Linked DNA regions of Anas platyrhynchos: region 2 is linked to region 1. Evidence: chromatin contacts called from public Hi-C data. All regions are on one chromosome and are shown on one strand. The core of a region is the stretch at or near the end of the contact, and the rest is flanking DNA. Distances in the headings are between cores, read along the strand shown.

Region 1 (4,563 bases), core at 1,104-3,603:
TATAAGAAACCTCACAGCAAACTGCAAGATGCATTTCCTGTTAAGAAATTTGCTTCTGCACTGTTATCACAAGTGCCATAACTCAGGCAGAAACATTCCCTGGTGAACACACAAGCCTTTGCCTCTCTTGCCTGAGGAAAACTGTTCAGACAGCCCAAGAGCAGGAACAGTTCCCACTGTTTCTTTCTCTGTGGCTTTCCACCAGTTAAGCAGTGCTCGAAGCCTAGAGCAGGCCTGCAGGAACTTCAGATTCTGGACTCATGAGGAATATTGAGTCTGCCTGAATTTATGCCACCAGGAATACCAAGCCCTGTTCTGGAGCCCTCAGTACACGAGGGGAATGAAAGCTGTCAGGGACAGTCTTCAGGGACAGTCTCTCTCCAGGACAGGCTGAGGGGGCTGGGCTCATTTAGCTGGAGAAGGCTGGATTGGGTAAGCGAGCAAGGCACGTGGAAGGCTACCAACTGACCTCAGCTCTTCTCTTCGACGACGAATCAATTCTTCATCTAGCCGGTGGATACAAGTTCCTTCGCTTTTAATCTTCTCAAAATGCTTCTTCACTTCTTCTCTCCATTCAGCCTAGGGAAGCAATTTACTCTCAGGTATTTACAAAGGATTGGGATCCCTAGTTCCACCAAAGAAAAACTCTTGGACAACATTCTTTGCTTCTGCAGAAAATTGCAGGTCTGGGTTGAAAACATGTTACCCAAAGTAATTCAGCTAAAAGAAGTAACACTGTAGCAGATGTACTTTCAGCATTTTAAACTGATACTTCCAATTTTGTGCTTCAATTGTATCATTTAAAATATACCTGTATTTTCTAAAAAATAAATAAATCTCTCATAAAGCTTTCCATCCTAAGACAACATTTTCTTCCCTTTTGGATATGAAGAAAACAGAAAGGCTGATGATTTGGAAAGCTATGTGCTTGACAAAGATGACAGTCAGTAGGATGACATAACTCTGTTTACCCCTCAAAGCCCTGCTTCTTGCAGCCTTAAGAAATGTATCCATCCACTTTCTCTCATACACTGTATAGATCCTTTATGCACCAGGGGGTAAGTTCCTTTCTCATTCCCAGCCTGACAGCAGCTGGGTAGGACTCAGAGGAATCTCAAAGACCATACACTTTCTGATCCTCCCTACGAGTCCCAGAGTACCTTCATTGCCCTGCGATAGCTGCCCTGCTCATCTTCACTACAAATGCAACGGTTCCTCTCAACAGTCTCATGGTCTCCTGTACCAGAGGAGAGCTGGGAGCAGAACTTCTAAAGTCAGCGATCTCAAGGAGAACTCCATAAGATAACAGAGTTTCTGACTGATGTTGGTGGACGTCTCAGTTTGTCAAAGTTTGGGTAAAAGATTTTAAAATACCTATCAGCTCACTTCTCCCCAGGAATCAAAGTGAAATCATGGGTCTTGACCTCTGCTGTATTTGGTGCAGCCTGTGAAATCAGACCCTTGCAGCTATCTCTTGCTCAACGGCCAAAGCCACTCCCCAGTTACCTGTGATTTGAAATAGGTTTCCTGAGGAGTAGCCAGCACATCAGCAGATGCAATATCCAGGTGCATCAGTGTCTGTCGGAAGGAGGGACGATTCCGGGGCTTGCTCTGCCTGGAACAAAACAGACAGATGTCCACCATGAGATCAGGTTAACAGTGCTGGCTACTGCTGCCCTTCTGAAAGTATTTCTCACTAGAATCAATTCTCTGAATGCAGCAGCTGACAGATTAAAGTTGCTTCTCAGGTTTTGTCCTTTGTAGAATGTGAGTTTATTGTGCTAGAGTAGTTTTTTATTCTGCTTTTGGTTTGATCTATCCTACAGAAATGGGAAAGATGAAAGCCATTTAAAATAGGAAAACTTGATCACAAATTGAAAGATAGGAACTAAGATGAAATTACTCCTAACTTGTTAAGCAAGAAGAAATGGATTATTTCCATTTTAAGATTTGGAAATTATTCAGATAATGAAATGAAATCGATCTAGTAGAGATGATAGTCTAATAATTTACATTCAACATAACAGGATACCTAAAAACACTATGTGATGACACAGTACGTGCCTGAGCCTATACAGTATTGTAACACACCGAGCATCTGTGTGAGATCCTACTCAAGTACAAATCCTTTTGTATCTTTAAGAGACCAGCAGTCAAGCCTGAAGACTGAACCACCAGACACACTTGTATCTCCACCTAGTGGAAGGAGGTGATTTGTAGGGGAGAGGTGGCTGAAGAAGCTGCTTCTTGTCCTAAACAATGCGTCCATGCTCCAGACTTGCTGCATGGACTCATTGTTTAGGACAAGAAACAGCTTCTTCACCTCCTTCCACTAGGTGGAGATATAAGTGTATGTACACACTGCTCAGAGCTGCAAGAACTGCCTCCTGCATTTTGCGTCCATGCGCAGAAGCACAGCCAGGCAGAGCATCCGTCTCAGCACAGACACTGCAACAGCATGCACTGCTGTATCTCAGGATCACGAGAGTAAACAGGCATTTTAAAGATCCACACAGGTTTTGGTCTGTTCTTCCCTTTGTACCTTTGGGAGGATGGCTGGTATAACTCAGTGTGGAAAAATGCTGGAAGATCACTTAAATGCTGTGTCAAGATGCAATTGCAGAGGTTAACGATTAATACAGAACCCAAAACCAGGAATTTCAACTCTAATCTGGCAGACAGAAGTAACTGAAAGCATTTCCCATATCTACATGTGCAAAAACCTGGTTTCGTACATACAGTTTGAAATTCTCTCTGTCCAGTTCAAAGAACAGTCATTTTAAAAGAGGGTTCACAGAGTGTTCAGAAAAAAAAAATATACATATATATCCTTTCACTCTGGAGCCAGCCAGAGCCCTCCCTGGCCCTGTCTGCCCAGCAAACCACACAGGTTTTTTCCTACTTTCCCTGAACTCCAGATTTCCTTCCTGAGTCCAGTCCTGGTACCATAAGGAAGCAGAATCTAAAACATTAAAATTGATTGTTCTTCTGACAAGTGTGAGAGTACTTAAGAGCCTTGTGCTCTGGGCTCAACACTCCCGCTCTGATTCTGGTTTCATCAGTTTCAGTGGGAGTCTGGACAGAGCTAAGGGTGAGCCATAGGTCTGTGTGGGCTTCACGGTCTTACCAGGTCTGCTTCATGAGGATTTTGAAGCCATCCGGGCAGGTGGAAGGAACAGGAAGATGCAGGCTGTTACTGCCCACTCCCCAAATGATGGCTGAGGAGTCCACATCCTTGTAGGGAATCTCTCCTGTTAGCAGCTCCCATAAAACTACCCCAAATGACCTGATAAAGAAACAAACCAGGAGAAAAACTTCCATGTGAATTCAGTTCAACAGAAACAACTGGAGCTTGAAAAACTGCTCTTTGGTGAAAAAGAGAACTAGGTATGTCTGATCTGAAACTGCAAGAAGGGGCAGCACTGTTTAAAAAAAAAAAAAAAAAAAAAAAAAAAAACTAGCTTTTAAACCAAGAGTAGCTATTTCGCACACCAGGTAACTTCCTCCCCTGCCTCAGTTCTGCACTGAACACCAAAGAACACTGGTTTTCACACCTACCCCTTCCTACTTCATTGGAAGTAGGCAGCACATTAGAAGCTTTTCCATGCAGATGGAACCTTACTCTTGTTAAATGAAGAGGAAAGTTTGCTCTGCTGAGATAGACCGTTGACTATTTTTACTGTCAAGAACAAATCATCTGCTACAAGATAGACAGAACTGCTAAGTCTCACAGTGAAGAGCAAAGGTGGTGGGTTTTTGCTTTGCTTTAACAATACATGTCTTTTAACTTTACTTTCTTAACCAAATGTTCCCTTTGCTGTTATGTGTCTTCAACTACCCATGGATGTCCTGGATGTTTCAACAGTTTGAAACTCATGGCTACAACTACTGCAACATGGGAACACGACAAATGCAACATATGTAAAAGTCAGTATCAGCACATGCAATCCCATCTGGTATTTCTTTTGTGCTGAAGACAGGAAGGCCAAAGAGAAAAATATCATTAAGTGAACATTGCCGAGGAAAGAACCTCCTATTACAAGAGGTGAGAATCATAGGTAAGAAAATCACTTTGCGTCTCTTCTTTAGTGAAATGATCAGTAAGGACTAAGACCTTAATTCAGAGCAGCAAACAGCTTTTGGTTTATTTACAACCTTCAACCCAAAAAGCAACAAAAGACAACAAAAAACAACAAAGCCAGTCAGTACAGAGGTAAACAAAATACTGTGGAGAACCAACTTACTGCGCATTAACCAGGCTGCGAGGCAGGCTGAGGTACAAGTGTCTCAATTTCACACACACAAGTGTCACCTTACTTGCGTGCCCCAGCCGTCTGTGGGACACCGACCCTGCCAAGCTCGCTGGTGAGTCAAACCAGGTGAAAAGTGAGAAGTGTGTTTCTGGCTTGTACTAGTATCAAGTTGCTTTTATTAACTACAGAAGAACATCCAGGGGGCAAACTGGCTGGGTCTGAACAACTGACAGTCAGGAAACAGGCCTTCATGTGAAAAACGTCACACATTCAGAACCTACTGGTTTCAAATCATGTGGGGGGGGGAGGG
Region 2 (4,563 bases), core at 896-3,395, 61 kb after region 1:
ATAAATCTACAGAAATCTCTGCTAGCACAGATTTCAGCTGATTTTTTAACTGTAACCGATTTGGTTAGATCCCAGAATTACTCCTTGTATGCCTCCAAAGTAAACTACTGCTAATATTCTCATCTTTTGTGATATTTCCAGGCAAAGATCTTTCTCAAACCGCTCATGAAACAAAGTTCAGATCAAAACACAGCAACTGAGACTAAAATTACCTGTTTACTACATTTCAATTGTTTATCCACCTGTTTTCTGTATCTAAGCACGGTTTACTTATTTTTTTGGCAAGTACTCCTATCTTTGCATTTACCAAGAACTGCTTTTGTTCTCTGAAACTGAACACCTGTTTCAACCATGAGTCTAGTGCAGTTATTGGTGATAATTACTACAGGTAAATTTCTAAAATTCTGCAATGCTACATTTCTAGCCCTGTATACTTAAGGTAACATGTACGCCATCTTAAAAAAAAAAAAAAAAAAGTAACTTTTATGCCATCCTTAAAAAAGTAACTTTTTTTTTTTTAAGAAGTAGAAGCATTTTAGTTTGATTTAGTTTATTTCCTGAAAAAAGTCAGGCGTGAGGAGGCTGAGACTATCAGCCACATTGTGAAACAAGGAGGCAGGCAGTACTGCAGAACTTTTACCTAAATGTCCTGACTAGGACCTGGAGGTGAACAGGGAACAAGATCTTCCAGTCTCAAAAGATAATAAAACAGAACCACTTGGCCAGCTCACCTGTCCCAGGAACCGCAGCCTCAGGGTGCACTTCCACGAGCAGCTTAACTGATTTTGAGCCATGCCCCAGCTCCAATGGGCGGGCCTGCTTCTCCCTTCTACAGGCACCAGCAGCAATACATGCAGCCCATCAGCTCGCTCACTTCGCTTTCTGTCTGCTGCTAATTGCTGGCCAGATACGAACCCAGCTGGCCACACAACCCTTGATACCTGCTGCACACAAGAGGCAATGAAACTGGGTAGCTGGAGAGCAGGAAAGAGGCGCACAGGGCCACCTCCACAGCATCACCTCCCACCCTTCCTGGCAGTTCCCAGAAACACAAGCTTTCGCATCTCCCAGGCTGCTTGGAGCTGTCAGGTCAGGGTTCAAATCCACCTCAGAATGACTGCTGAAAGCATTTCTCTTTTTTTTTTTTTTTTGTTCTGCTTTGACAACACGATCAGTGTGCTAAGACCAGTCTAGCTGTGAAGTCGTGTAACCAGAGGACATGAGAAACGCAAATGAAGCCACAACGTGATCTTAGTAGATTCAAGCCGCAAAACTCCCATAAAAGGAGGATGACAGGTCCTGACCATTTACTCCCAAAACTTCATTTTCGTTGCACAAGGCTTGCAAGCACACTGTTTGCTCCCATCTCCATCCCAACTCCTAAAAACAGGCTGGAGACAGCAGGCTGTGCCCGTGGGGAGGCCGGGGGCCACCTCCCCTGCTCTCCCTCCATCAGCTGAGGCCAGGCAAGGTGCCAGCTAAAGCCGCCCCTTTCGCTCTTCCAAACTTGCCACGAGAGAGAAGCACCAAAATTACTGCCTGCACTTTTTAACCGAACCCGGCACAAACCCACAGCAGCCCGCGCGGACTTATTTTGACCCGCCGACTGCCTGCGATACGTTTTGCTCGCGACAGGGTCGCGACAGACGCCACAGCCTTAACTCGGAGCCGATTTGCTCCGGATCCTGTGCAAGGAGCCGGCTGAGCGCTGCCTCCTTCCCGGGGACGGGGGAGACCATCCCCTGCCACACCTGCCTCGAGAGCTCCTTACCGGCACCTCGCTTCTCCGTGGGACTGAGAAACAGCTCCTGCCCCGGGGGGAAGCTCCCAGAGACGCCAAAATGCTGTTTTCACTGCGGGAGGGACACCGGGGGGCAAGCGGGGAGCGCTGCGAGACAACCGGGAGGGACCGGGGGGCACCGGGGGTCCGCGCCGTGCCGCCCCACGCCACCCCCGAGTGGGCAGCAGCGCCCAGCCCTATCCCCGGCCACCCCCGTTACCTGGGCACGGTGTCCCGAAGCCAGCGGCTCGGTACGGCTCGGTACAGCACCGCCCCACCGGGCCGGGCCCCCGAGCACCGCCCCGCCGCTTCCGGGGCCGCGCCGCCGGCAGGGCGCAGCCGTGGGCCGGCAGCCGCCGACATCTTGGGGCCGCGCAGGGACCCCGGGAACGGCCGGGCCGGGGGCTGGGAGCAGCCCCTGTGTCCCCCCCCCCCCAGAGGCCTTCCCAGCATTTGTGACTGTTTATATTTTTTTGTGAGGGTTTACGGCAGATGCAGCACCAGGGAGGGGGCTACGGGAAATGTCACCCAAAGCTGGCGTTCCTCACGCTGATGGTTTTCGCAGAACCTGAGGTTTGCCCCTGCTGTTGGAGACAGCTGGTGACACCAGCCCAAAAAGCCAGACTTTAGCACCAGTCCTCCCAAAATGTTAGGATGCAGCCTAAGTGGCCGAAGTGGGTATTAAGATGTCAGTCTTGGACAGGTGCTTTTAACATTGTGCTTCACCACTGGACTTTACTGCAGTTTTGTTAGTGGTACATCTGCAGTCATCCTGCAGCCTGGAACAGGGAGCAGAAACACTGATTGATTCCGTGTATCTTTTTATCATCGTTACTGACAATTTTTTTGTCTCCTTGAAGAACCGTCCCTCTACAACCGCTTGTGTCGCTTTTATTTATAGTGTGTATATGAACATTTACATCGTATCTCAGCCTTCTGTATAAATCCCCTGGAGTTCTTCATGTTTGATTCCAATTTGCTTATGTCTGATGTCTCATGGTGATACTAATACCTTACAACAATGCTTAAACCATGTGTAGATTCTACGGGAACTGTAATCTTCATTAGTGCTTTTCTGCAATGCTTCCATATCATAGTATTTCTGCTTGTTCATAAGGACAATGGCATTGCTTCAGTGCTAGTGGACTACAGTACTCCGAACTGATACTTTAATTAATAATGTTTTCTGAAAATGTTCTGAATTTTCATTCACACTTCAGTTTTCTGCCAGTCAGTTTTACAGTGAGCTGTAGAAGGGAGTAAAATAAGAAGGAAAAGTAAGAAGGACCACTAATGTCTACATTAATATACAGGCATGATAGCAAGCATCGTTTGTTCATGGACTTCCGTTTTTTGAATCAAGTCCTGTATTGTTTTGGGTGATACTATTCCCTGTAAACTAGCCTGTGTAGTATAAACAAACAAAAAAGACAACTCTATCTGTGTGACAACACTAAGTGCTTATGTTTGCTCACCCAAAAAAATCTGGAAAACGCTCCCCGTGTGTATTTCTCTGCCGGTGGAAGCCGCAGTAATCAAGTCAATCAGACTGCATCGCGCTCGCTAAGCAACCAGGGACCATCTCTGAAGGCCGCTGTGCTGTCGCTGTTTTGTCCCAAGTAACTCCAAGAGGAATGTGTCTGCCGGCACAAGCAATACCGCGGCTTGCCAGAAGGTGTTGCTTTGAAACCATGCAATTATCCGAGCTTCAATATGAAAGGAAATAGGTTTGGATGATTGCACACAACTGACAGATGAGTTCTCACTGCCAGAACAACGTAAGATCCTTAATTTTAAATTATCTTAAAAGCGATCGTTTCAATCTTAAAATGGCTTGTATGCGCAGAACAATAGAGAGGGAAATAAATGCTGAACAGGGCACTGACTTGATGGAAAACATTGTGGTTTTGCACATTGCTAACAAATATGTTACAGCAGCTTTGTGTGTGCAAAAGTGTCAACGGTTTTTGCTTTGCACGCTTTGCTGTTTATGTATATGTATTAAAAAAAAAAAAAAAAACAGACCTGGGGATTTTTAGAGGGGTAGCTCGTGATTTCAAGAAGACAAAGTACAGAGCAAAGCCTCCGTATGACAACTAGCTGTCCTGCCCTGAACACCGGCTCACTGCGCTCTCCACACACATCTCAACAGAAAGGAGCTGCTTGTTTTGAGGGGCACGCAGCAGTGGTGACTTACCGGAGGTACAACTGTGGTGCACCTATAACCCTGGTTTTAAGCACCTATTAACAGTGATAAATACTGCATTTATAATTAAGCCTAGCCTTGGTCTGGGAGACAGAACAGGAGGTGAAGTTTTCAAGGCATTTAAAACCTTTTACACTAAAGGAAAAAAAAGCCTAAGAAGATGCCCAGAAGGGAGGAGAAGTTTTTAAATATGCCTATCACATGAAGTGGCTCATTGCTAAAACAACCTCCTACAACTGAACAGCCTTCTACAGCTGAGGTTCTGCAGTGGAAATCTGCAGTTTAGGATAGGGTGATATTTTACAGCCCACAGTATGTCTTGGAGCACATCTTGTGTAGATGTAGTTGCTGTGCTTACTCCAGCTGCGCCTTTCAAAGTTACATCTGCCAGCCCTGAGGCTGTGAACTCCAGCTCACTGTTTTGGGAAACAGTTTAGAAAAGGACCTTACAGTTAGCAGAGGAGGTCACATCAGAGTGGGCATAACCAAAGAAGCCTTTGAAAACTATTTGATGACCAGATGTTTACCAATATTGTTTTTACCATAGATAAAGAAAGGTGGTAGCCTGGAGCAGAGG

Evidence for each region. A called contact is a pair of places that touch in the nucleus more often than the background predicts.
Region 2: a contact with region 1 is called in a Hi-C map of subcutaneous adipose tissue, with 2.9 times the contacts expected there. The contact joins the promoter of MAP3K13 here to the enhancer-like site in region 1. A contact is called at or near these places in 3 of 8 Hi-C or Micro-C datasets (liver, skeletal muscle and subcutaneous adipose tissue).

What each region holds. Positions count from the first base shown.
Region 1 is chr9:16,199,413-16,203,975 of IASCAAS_PekinDuck_T2T, forward strand. MAP3K13 (mitogen-activated protein kinase kinase kinase 13) reads right to left here. Exons shown (of 17, transcript XM_072042729.1): 9 at 3,128-3,286; 10 at 1,507-1,615; 11 at 470-579. Among named protein-coding and RNA genes, the nearest start is that of TMEM41A, 16 kb to the left of the region's middle. Within about 2 kb of position 2,354, at least 1 of the 8 cell types and tissues checked has an H3K27ac peak or open chromatin away from gene starts, as enhancers often do. A contact at or near this core is called in subcutaneous adipose tissue, where this site is marked.
Region 2 is chr9:16,261,115-16,265,677 of IASCAAS_PekinDuck_T2T, forward strand. It overlaps MAP3K13 (mitogen-activated protein kinase kinase kinase 13), which reads right to left and starts at 2,146. Exons shown (of 17, transcript XM_072042729.1): 1 at 2,001-2,146.